2 separate regions of the Bombyx mori genome follow, and region 1 is linked to region 2. A link is a contact called in public Hi-C data. All regions are on one chromosome and are shown on one strand. Each heading gives the region's core, a stretch centred on a gene start, on an enhancer-like site or on the middle of the called end of the contact. The rest is flanking DNA. Distances are from core to core; before and after follow the strand shown. Region 1 overlaps LOC101743581 (cell adhesion molecule DSCAML1). Region 2 overlaps LOC101743581 (cell adhesion molecule DSCAML1).

The links. A called contact is a pair of places that touch in the nucleus more often than the background predicts.
Region 1: a Hi-C map of whole pupa shows a contact between it and region 2, with 2.2 times the contacts expected there. The contact joins two enhancer-like sites. A contact is called at or near these places in 2 of 7 Hi-C or Micro-C datasets (both in whole pupa).

What each region holds. Positions count from the first base shown.
Region 1 is chr8:14,790,486-14,795,582 of ASM3026992v2, forward strand. It overlaps LOC101743581 (cell adhesion molecule DSCAML1), which reads left to right. Exons shown (of 8, transcript XM_038012302.2): 4 at 743-854. Among protein-coding and RNA genes, the nearest start is that of LOC110384780, 35 kb to the right of the region's middle. Within about 2 kb of position 3,021, at least 3 of the 8 cell types and tissues checked have open chromatin away from gene starts, as enhancers often do.
Region 2 is chr8:14,751,369-14,756,560 of ASM3026992v2, forward strand. All of the region lies in intron 3 of LOC101743581 (cell adhesion molecule DSCAML1), which reads left to right. Among protein-coding and RNA genes, the nearest start is that of LOC101743581, 6.3 kb to the left of the region's middle. Within about 2 kb of position 3,518, at least 6 of the 8 cell types and tissues checked have open chromatin away from gene starts, as enhancers often do.

The sequences.
Region 1 (5,097 bases), core at 1,771-4,270, 39 kb after region 2:
AATGAGACTGGTAATACTTGTGACGTATACAGTATAGCACCGGTAGTAATTTCGTGGGGCGCATTATTCTAACTACATGATAATCTAACAGGAATTTAGACTATTACATTTAAAAAAACACACACACCGATTAAAGTGTAGAAGAAAAATGAATGAAATTGCGAAATTTAATTTTATAAGTGACTTGTAAAACCCAACCCGCTTTGCTGGCGGGTCATTGATTTGACTTAGATTCGATAGTTATAAAACGTTCGCAAGATCACCCGCTGGACCAATCTGCAAATTTCCTGAAAATATTATTGAAATCGGTCCAGCAATCTCAGAGACTATAAGGAACATACTACATACATACATGCAACAACTTATGAATATGTAGGATTTTCGAATTTCTTAGTGAATCAGTCGATGTATGCTTTATTTACTTCAAATGTCATTATGCCCAATGCAATTGTAGAATTCCTATTTCCAAAAATAGTTTTTCCTGTAAAACTCTCAATGTCTCTAAAACTCAAATGTATTTTGTCAATTTAGAGCAGATCCGAAAAGTAGATAATTTCATGAATTCTTAAAGTTATGATAATAATAATAATACTTTTTATTAGAAATAAAACGTAATCCGTATTTTATTAAAAAAATAAATGTCCTTTATGTCCGAAGACCCATCCTCGTTTCCTAATCCCTCGAGATTTCGATACAAACTCTAATCCGTGTTTTATTAAAAGCGTATTTTCTGATGTCGCAGGCTGACGGTAGTCTGCTCCTGAAGAAGATAGGAACCGAAGACGCTGGACTATACGAGTGCAGTCTTGAAAATGAGACAGATTATGTCGACAGGGTCAACTTGACCGTACGAAGTGAGTGTTCAGAAAACATGTTATTTTATTTATAAGTTTGGTAGCAAACAAGCGTTAATTAATCGCTACGTTGATCTAGTTGTCAATTTATTACGTGTTAGCGGACCGCAGTACTTTAAAGCCCTGTAGGTTACCTATGTCTATTTTCGCGCGTACGTCTGATTCCTATACCGAGACAGAAGCAGAAAAAACTTGTAATGTCGATCCAGCGAAAGAACCCTTGGCTCGAAGACCACCTCGATGCGCAGGTTGTCAGGAGATTGCCAAGAGTGTGCCACGTGTATCCTCAGAACGCCGCGCCGAATCAGCTTCGACACGGGTTGGGAAGAACGTCTTCCCATCACGAGAAAGCATTGCTCCCAAACCGACATCTAGGAGGCCTAGTATACAGTCACGGGGGCTTAAGAAAATCCATCCTCCTCATTAATATTCACCTAAATTATGATCCGCACAGCTACTAGCATTTCAGTGTTGTGCTATACGCATCCATTCTCGATCCTGCGACCTCTTGATTAAGATGCACATCTGACACCTCTGGGTCACAAGCTCAATATACCGTTCATAAACCTGTGAAATCCAATACCGACTGTCAGTTTATTTTCGACCTAGTCATCTAATGTATTGACTGACAAATTGATGATAGATTATATGTAGTTTTATTTTCATTGCACTGCCCAGGTAAGTTAACGAGACAGCTAGCCATCTGGTGTTTAATGGTCAGCCCCACCCAAAGATATATAATATAAAGGTTTTTCCAATTTTAGCGTTGCTATACCTATTTCTACCTCAAAAAAGCAATACGTCCGGGTTGAATGATGGGACAGTCACTGTACTATACAATTGAGTCCTCTCAAACGAGATATCCATGGTCGTGAGCTCATTAAAAATGTGACATGAATGTGTTTGTGATAAGATTTGTGTTTAGTTGCTAAGATGATGATAATGACGATAATCATTTCCTCATACGGCTATGATATCACTGACAGCTCAACCCTACACTGACTTTCATAGAACTCAACCCTACACTGACTTTCATAGAACTCAACCCTACACTGACTTTCATAGAACTCAACTCTACACTGGCTTTCATAGAATCTACTAAAAAACTACACTCGTTTTTTGTTACTACCATCATAAACTCCATTAGCGGGCAATTCGAGTGACATTTTTGTTCGTTTAATGTACACCCAAAAAAGCCGTAGCAATTTGTCGTAATAGGTCGCCGCTTCATTACGTCACGTTAGCCCCTCCTAATCGACAGTTCAATCGGGTTATAAGTGAGTAGACATCATGATATATTCATATGAAACCATTAGAATTCGATTTCCTATACGAACCTCGTGCGTCCGGGAAACATTAGTTTGCTAAAAAAAAAACTCGATCGCTACAATTTATTTTGGGTATAGCGTCATGACAGAATTGCCCACAATAGTCCTGCACAGAAATCTAATAAATCGGATACATAACCAGATAGGGTGGAGAATTCCTTGAGACTCTGCGAAAAGGGCAGTGGCAAAAATACATTTTTTCGACTCTCTGTGACGTTTCGTGATGCAGAGGACAGCAGTAAGTGGAAGATCATAGTTGATGATAAAATTATGAATGTAGATCATGACCCACAGTCCACAGACATTGAAGACGCATGGAAGTAAAGACAATCTACCTATGTAACTTTAATATGCTCAGTAATCTAGGTTTCACCTCAAAGAAGCAACTATTTTTCGGAGTCAATTTCCTCTCGTTTCTGCTAATATCAGACAAGTTGAGTCATCCCAACTCAGACCAACCTTCTCCTCTTCTCAACCATCACAAAACAGATTACATAAAGAATAAACCCAAACACAAGATATGACAGATATCACAAGATAAGACAAAGAGACAGGTCAAAGCTATTGTAGGGCAATTAATTATTCACGAAAACTGTTTGTTGTTTTTTAAAACAAAGGACGTTCGTTTTTTTTAGATACACTTACATAATTCTAAAAATAATAATTTATTTACCACCAAATAATTATTTTTCCCATATGTAAACTTTTACTTGGCGAAAAACAAAAGATAATAAAAACTATGAATAAATTATCGTAACAACATTAACTCAGTCAGGTGTACACATAGTGCTTGCTAATAGGAACTTCAAGATAATAATTTATCGTTACTATTATTGTCTTGAACATTCATATCGCTTGCTTGCGATTATACGTTTTAAGTCAATCATAATATTGTTTTACACTGTGAGCTGAATGACATTTTCTTTTGCTATACGAAGAGCAATAGTGGATAGCTTATACATAGATGGGCAGACGACTTCAAAGGTCCACAAAACTAGGACGTCGCAACCCTAATGATACAATCGGAGTATGAATTTCACAGTGATCCGAGAATATTTAAATTATACATTTAAAAGTCCTCCCTCTTGTAATGGCTCCCAAGCCACTTTTCATTGAGCTGAGCTCAGTAATCCCGCCGTGAGTTATATGGCAATCTCGCTGAATTGAGTCTGCTATAAACGAATGTATTGTGGCCATGAATGATGGTGAAAAGAGCGATTTTTCGCATGTACGTTTTACTGGTGATACGGTAAGATGTGAGTCCGTACATTTTGCCTATATTTTTACATATTACCCACTATACTGTCTATTTATAACCGTTTTTTCAGCTTGCACTGCTGTTATATCACACAATATAATCGGAGTTAAAATTTAACTTCAATTTCATGCCTCAATTTGTGGATTGCATTCGCGTCGTCTATGATATCCGGTAATAACTTAATAATATTTGGACTGTAAGCAACTTGTGCTACTTTTTTTCCTATCTATGCTGATAGCCTTGAGAGGCTATATCAGCGTTACCCTAGCGTGTAGGTGAGCTCTCGGGGCTCAAGCCGAAAGTGTTGCTAATACTGGCCCTAGCAAGAGCAGTGCTTCCCAGAATCTAACACCGGATCGGAAACGCGACCCACTGAGAAGATCCGGCGAGAAACTCAGTGGGCCTTGTGCTACTAGTATGAATACCAATTATAGGAATATACGGCACTTGCTTGAATATAGTAGACATTAAACCATGGTCACTGTACAATAATAATAGCGTGCCTGAAGAGGATCACAAAACACCGAAGGTCGCATCACGTAATGACTGTGATTAGATACGTCCATTCCAAGCCGAGCTCTTGTGCAAGCCATTGTGCGCTATATGGATTTGTTCCATTACCCACTGCAACTAGCTTAATTGCTGCATCGATTTTACTGTCCATTTATTTGCTTTTGATCACAAACTGAATTGGTGGTGCAGTAGTCAGCGGCCCTGACTTTTGCGCCAACAGTCGTTGGTCCGATTCCCACATTGGACAAACATTCGTCTAATGATGACGTTTGTTTGCACTTTGGTTGTTTAATATCTATATATGTATATATTTAAACATATATAAGTATGTATTCCAGTCTCTGGTACCCATAACACAGGGAAACCTAATTAGAGGTCGTATGATCGTGCGTGATTTATTCCCAGCTATTTATTATTATTATTAATAGGACGGGGAAAAGTTTCTTTGCATTTTTAAAGAAAATTCACAACATTCTTTAATATAGTTTATTTACATTTAACTAAAGTATGTAGGTACCATTTTGTTCGATAACTTTTTGCCATCTTGTAGGTCCCATTCGAGATGGCATCTCGATCCCATTGCTATAGAAATTTTGGGGCTTCTGATCAAAATACCGCGACAATTGGTTTTGGAAGTCTTCTCGTGATGTTAACCTGACACTGCCTAAAGAATTCTGCAGAGACCGAAACAGATGGAAATCTGAAGGTGCAAGGTCAGGACTATACGGCAGATGCATTAACACCTCCCAGCCAAGCTCTCTTAATTTTTGCTGAGTGGCTAAAGATGTGTGAGGTCTAGCATTATTATAATGAAAAATCACACTCCTTCGTTAAAAAAACACAGAATGGTTATATATCGAAGGTATATTGAAATTCTTAGAAAAAGAGCATTTCTATTAGCCAGCGAATTGAAAAACTGTTGCAATTTTGTCTGATAACTCTTACCACAAATAATGAAATGAGAGATTGTATCATATCTGTAAGATTTTTGGCCAGAGCAAAACTCAATCGATGCCAACACATCCAAAATATGTCATAGCATTGAGGATATGTTCCCCAATGCAACCTACGTAGTCGACAAAGATGGCTACAGTTCGAGCGTCCTTGATTCTGTCACAGATAACAATAACCTCTCCGCTTCTGA
Region 2 (5,192 bases), core at 2,268-4,767:
ATTGGATTGATTTAAAATTGCTATAAAATTATCAAATGGCAAATATAGACAAATAAAAAAAATGCAGATTTTATAGGAAATAAACATTTTTGTCTTCCACCAAATCTTGCAAGATCAGTTCCATTTGTACTATAATGCCCGTCATGATAATCGCCTTATCGTTGCCGCCGCTGACTACTCCCCGAATCCTGATCATGCAGGAGCCAGTCACTGCCGACGCCCTAGACACGTCCTTACGGATCAATCAGATACAATAACTTTTGCATTAGACGCCTTCAGCTCTAACACTAGGAGCAGGCTTAGGGACCCCGGTAACCGTACTCGTCGAACTCGACAAGGAGGTCGACGTGCAACCTAACCCATGCATCAGCCCGCTGAGTTTCTCGCCGGATCTTCTCAGCGGGTCGCGATTCCGATCCGGTAGTAGATTCATTCGCGAAGCAGCTGCCCTTGAGTTGTTAGGTCTCGTTTGGAAGCGTTCGGGTAGCTGTTAGCAAATCCCACCCCTCCTGGCTGAGCCTTGCTCGCCCACCTGTCCTGGTGAAACTGGAAAAAAAAAACTATAATGAGTTTTTAAGATCACTCAAATTAGATGTTGTTGTTAATTAAGTTGTTTTCCATGCATATCCTATCCATGCTATATGGGGCTTAGGTCGGGCGAGCGCGCTTGTGCTCCATAGCATAGCTTTGATTTCAATCTTTCGAAGATTTTACAGTGGGACCTAGCGCGAGTTACTGAACTAATCCTGGTGCGCATGGTGTCATACGAGTTGTTAAAATTCGTACAAAAAATAATGAAATGACGCGTCCTGTCGTCAAGTTTTGGCCTTTCCTAATTCGACAACAACGGCGACAATGTCGGGCCGTGTATTATAAATGCATAAAAACAAATCTGCCTATTAGAAATGGCAATAGGATTTCTTCTAAAAGCTCAGTTCCACATCGTGCCCTTGTTAGTGACTCATTCACAATGACGCGGAGCTCCGTATGGATGGACCCTAATAATAAATAGCTGACCAAACCAGAACCGATCCTTCAACATATATCTTTTTTCCAATGATGTTGCGCTGAGTATACCTGCTCAGAGTGTCTCCACACTTTGACTTCTTCCAACATCTGGCTGGTAAAATCTGGTAAAATCTAAAATCGTTTTTCTATTTATCGTGATTGTTCTAGTTACTTGACATACCCGATCCTGCGGAACGAATGGTAAACAGTCGATGTCGCCCTAAACACGTCTTTTCGATTCGTGCTAGCAGCACTGTCAGGTTTGAGCCCCATGAGCTCACCTACTAGTTAAGGTTACGCTGATATGGTCTCTCTAGAATCTAGACTATCAGCTTAGGTAGGAAAAAAGGGCCATTAAGGCAAACATTTAAACAATAGGGAACATATTATAGAACAGTTACCCTATCCATGAAACTAAAAAAAAGTCCGGCGATTTCCTCCTGACCAAAAAAAAATCCATGAAACTTCTTCTTCTTCTTCGGAGAAATAGGCTAGATAATTTTGCTTTAAGCTGACAATATCTGCTACGAAAATGAGGTATAGGAAAAAATAGTGGATGTTTCTTAATGTAAACGTAAGATTATCAACACAAGGTTAGGTTTTTTTTTCGCTGTGAACCGAAACGATCCAAAATTTCTTTACAACGGTATTTCATTTTGTATTAAAATTAAATGTAATTTTGTGACGTCATTGTTAGCAATTCAGCCTTCTATTCGTTTTCTTTCATTTTATCACAGTTTCCTCGTGCCGCTACAAACACATAAATTGAAAAGCATAAAAAAAACTACGACAATAAAAATCATATGTAATGCAAATTGTAATGTGAATGACGTTTGGCAACAGAGAAGCATTGTACTTATATTTAACTGCATTATAATGATTACATACAATTTAAAACAAAACATTGCATGCGATGCACCTGTGCAAACCTCACTTGAATGTAATGAACTTATAGAGAATAGATTGGTTTTATACAAGTTCATGAGTACCGGATGGATAGGATAGGATGTCGGTGTCAGTATAGGATACTTTTTCAACGCAAGTATAAAAAAAAACATAAAAAAATGGGTATCTATGACTTAAAGTAGGTCCTCTGTAGTAATGTAAATATAATGAGCATAGCATCGATCCAGAGTACAGTTTCGCCATTGAGAAGAATCGTCAAGAAGAGTTGGCTCCCTCACGACATACACAGATAAAAAATATCAAGTAATGCGCTGCCCGCAAAATTGTGCACTTTCACTCTATTTTCAATTCTCACGTACGTAATCTAAATAGTCTAAATCTAATAGTCATCAAAGTACTGTGTTACAGTTGAAAAGTGGTTGTTCACATCTCATTACGATAAAACGCCTTTACTAGTCCTTGTAACAATATTTTTATTTTCCCTACCTATTCGTTGGTAGCCCAAGGGGTTATTGCAGCTATTCCCGGACGGGTAGGTGAGCTCACGGGCTCAACCTGAGAGAATTTGCTAACACTAGCATTAGTAGTGCTTCGCAGAGTTTACCACCGGATCGGAATTGCGACTCACTGAGAAGATCCGGCGAGAAACTCAGTGGGCTGCGTCTATGGGGTGTAACAATATAAAATACGGAAATCGGTAATTTAAATAAAAACAAAAACAAAAAACAAAAATTATTGGCTTAAATGTCATTGAACTTTTAACCTACGGCATGCATAAATCATTTTGTGGGAGCTTAGCTTAAAGTGTATCTCGCCACGATTATAATGTGACTGGTTACCATCGATCTATTACCACATCGATGCTGGTTACCCTCTAGCCGACGCAAGCTTCACGATCTGCCAACTACAGCCATCGGATTGACAATTAATAGCAGATGAAATCGCGGTTCAGGCCTAGCATAATCTTATATCTGATATTAATCTGAAGATATGGAAGAACCAGTCTTCCTCGAACAACTGTCGCTATATGTTTTTATTGCGCAGACTGCCTATTTCTACTGTGAAGCAGTAATGCGTTTCGGTTTGAAGGGTGGGGTAGCCGTTATAACTATACTGAGACCTTAGAACTCATGTCTCAAGATGGGTGGCGGCATTATCGTTTTAGATGTCTATGGGCTCCGGAAACCACTTAACGCCAGGAGCTGTAAGCTCGTTCATCCATCTAAGTAATAAAAAATTATGGTAAAACAATCCACCTGGGATAAAATGGTCAAAAGTCCCCATAGGAATCACAACGTAAATACTGTCATCCGCTTCTACACCCACAGATAAAGGCTAATCTAAAATGCCGAAAGATTTCGAAAGAAGAAATTATAACAATGAGTACTTTCAGAGTACAGGATTTAAAAAGAGTACGGTTTGCAAAAAAAAGTACAAAACTTAGTAAATGAATATAGCTTAAAGATAAAGTAAGAAAAAACTAATCATGTTACGTACTATCCAGTTTTTTTTTTTTAAATCTGTTCTCCACGAAAACATACGGTAAAGCTGCGGCCGGTGGTCGTGTCCGGTGTGGCCTAACTCATTCGACCTTGCTCCGTACACGCGTCACGGCTAGATCGCTTCGAACCGGCCAACTCTTAATTTGCGCACTAAATTGTCAAACGACGAACCCGTATTGCTTTGTGTTTTATTTCTCGATACTTGATTTTTTTATTCCTCTGACGTTTTCTTCTTTTTTTTACTGGAGCCCATAGACGTCTACAAAGTAAATGCGCCACCCATCTTGAGATATAAGTTCTAAGGTCTCAAGTATAGTTACAACGGCTGCCCCACCCTTCAAACCGAAACGCATTACTGCTTCACGGCAGAAATAGGTTAGGTGGTGGTACCTACCCGTGCGGAATCATAAGAGGTCCTACCACCAGTAATTACGTAAATTATAATTTTGTTGAGTTTTGTTGTAACGTTGTCGTCGGTCGTTGGTGTTAAGTGGATCGCAGTCCATAGACGGTATAATGCGAATGCCTATCTTGAAACACGATATCTAAGTCTCATAACAGCGGTTTCATCTTTCGAAGAATGCTTCGCGAACACGAAGAATGGTAATACAATATATACCCGTGCCGATCGCAAAATAAGCCCTACTCACTGGTAATTACGATTCTTTGATGTTATTCCTTATTCGTTTAAGATCTTTGATACCATCCGGGCATTCTTGACTTCCTGTCTCCTTATTAGAATAAAATTGGCACTCCGACCTGTGCCCTCAATTGGGCGCTGAAATCGATGCTGTTAGAGGGCTTCGGTAATATGGTTATTGAAAACCCTCTATACGTGATGTGGAGCATATTCACGATTGGAAATATAATACTATAGTATTTTATTAATAAAATGTATGAGACATTTTTGCTAGTAATGACAGTTGAGTCCATCGACGGGTTAATACATAATAATTGTGATAAATTGATTAAATACTAGCCGTACTCGTCCGCTTCGCTGGGCATTTAAAATTAATTTATTTATTGTCATTATTAGGGAGTCCAATACTCATAAATATTAGCCTGTCCATTAAGTACATGTATTTTCTACATGGATACCAAGTTTCAAGTCAATCGGATGCTTTGTGCAGTAGTTATAACGGAACATCATAAAAACCACTATATATTTATATATTAGTCTAGATTTGTCTGTATTGTTCTCGCAATTTCAGCAAATGCAAGGGATCCAAGTTTACCCATATTATTATAAATGTCATCAAAAATTTTTTTTATATCCGGTAAAAAAAGGTAGATGCAGCTGATTAAAATCTCTTCACAATTCAGGACGCTGTAAGGATTGTAATATAAACAAAGAACACGTTTGAATAATGACGTCAATATTCACGATAATTATAATTCAATCTATACTTCTATACTAATATTATAAAGAGGAAAGATTTGTTTATTTGTTTGTATTGAATAGGCTCCGAAAGTACTGAACCGATTTAAAAAAATATATCACTGTTTGGAAGCTACACTATTTCCGAGTGACATAGGCTATAATCTTTTTTGAAATAAATAGGGATCCTTACTATAACTTCAATAACCCAAGGTGAAAAAATTTTACCTAAAATATTCTTTACATCGCGTGCCCTGCGAAAACTATTGATTATAGAATAAAATAATGCAATACGACTTTGTAGCGCACATTATTATTTACGAAAAGTGTCGCGACAGCATATGTCTAACTATTATAATGCCGCAATAAGTGTTCTTTTATTTAAAAAAAATAAAAGA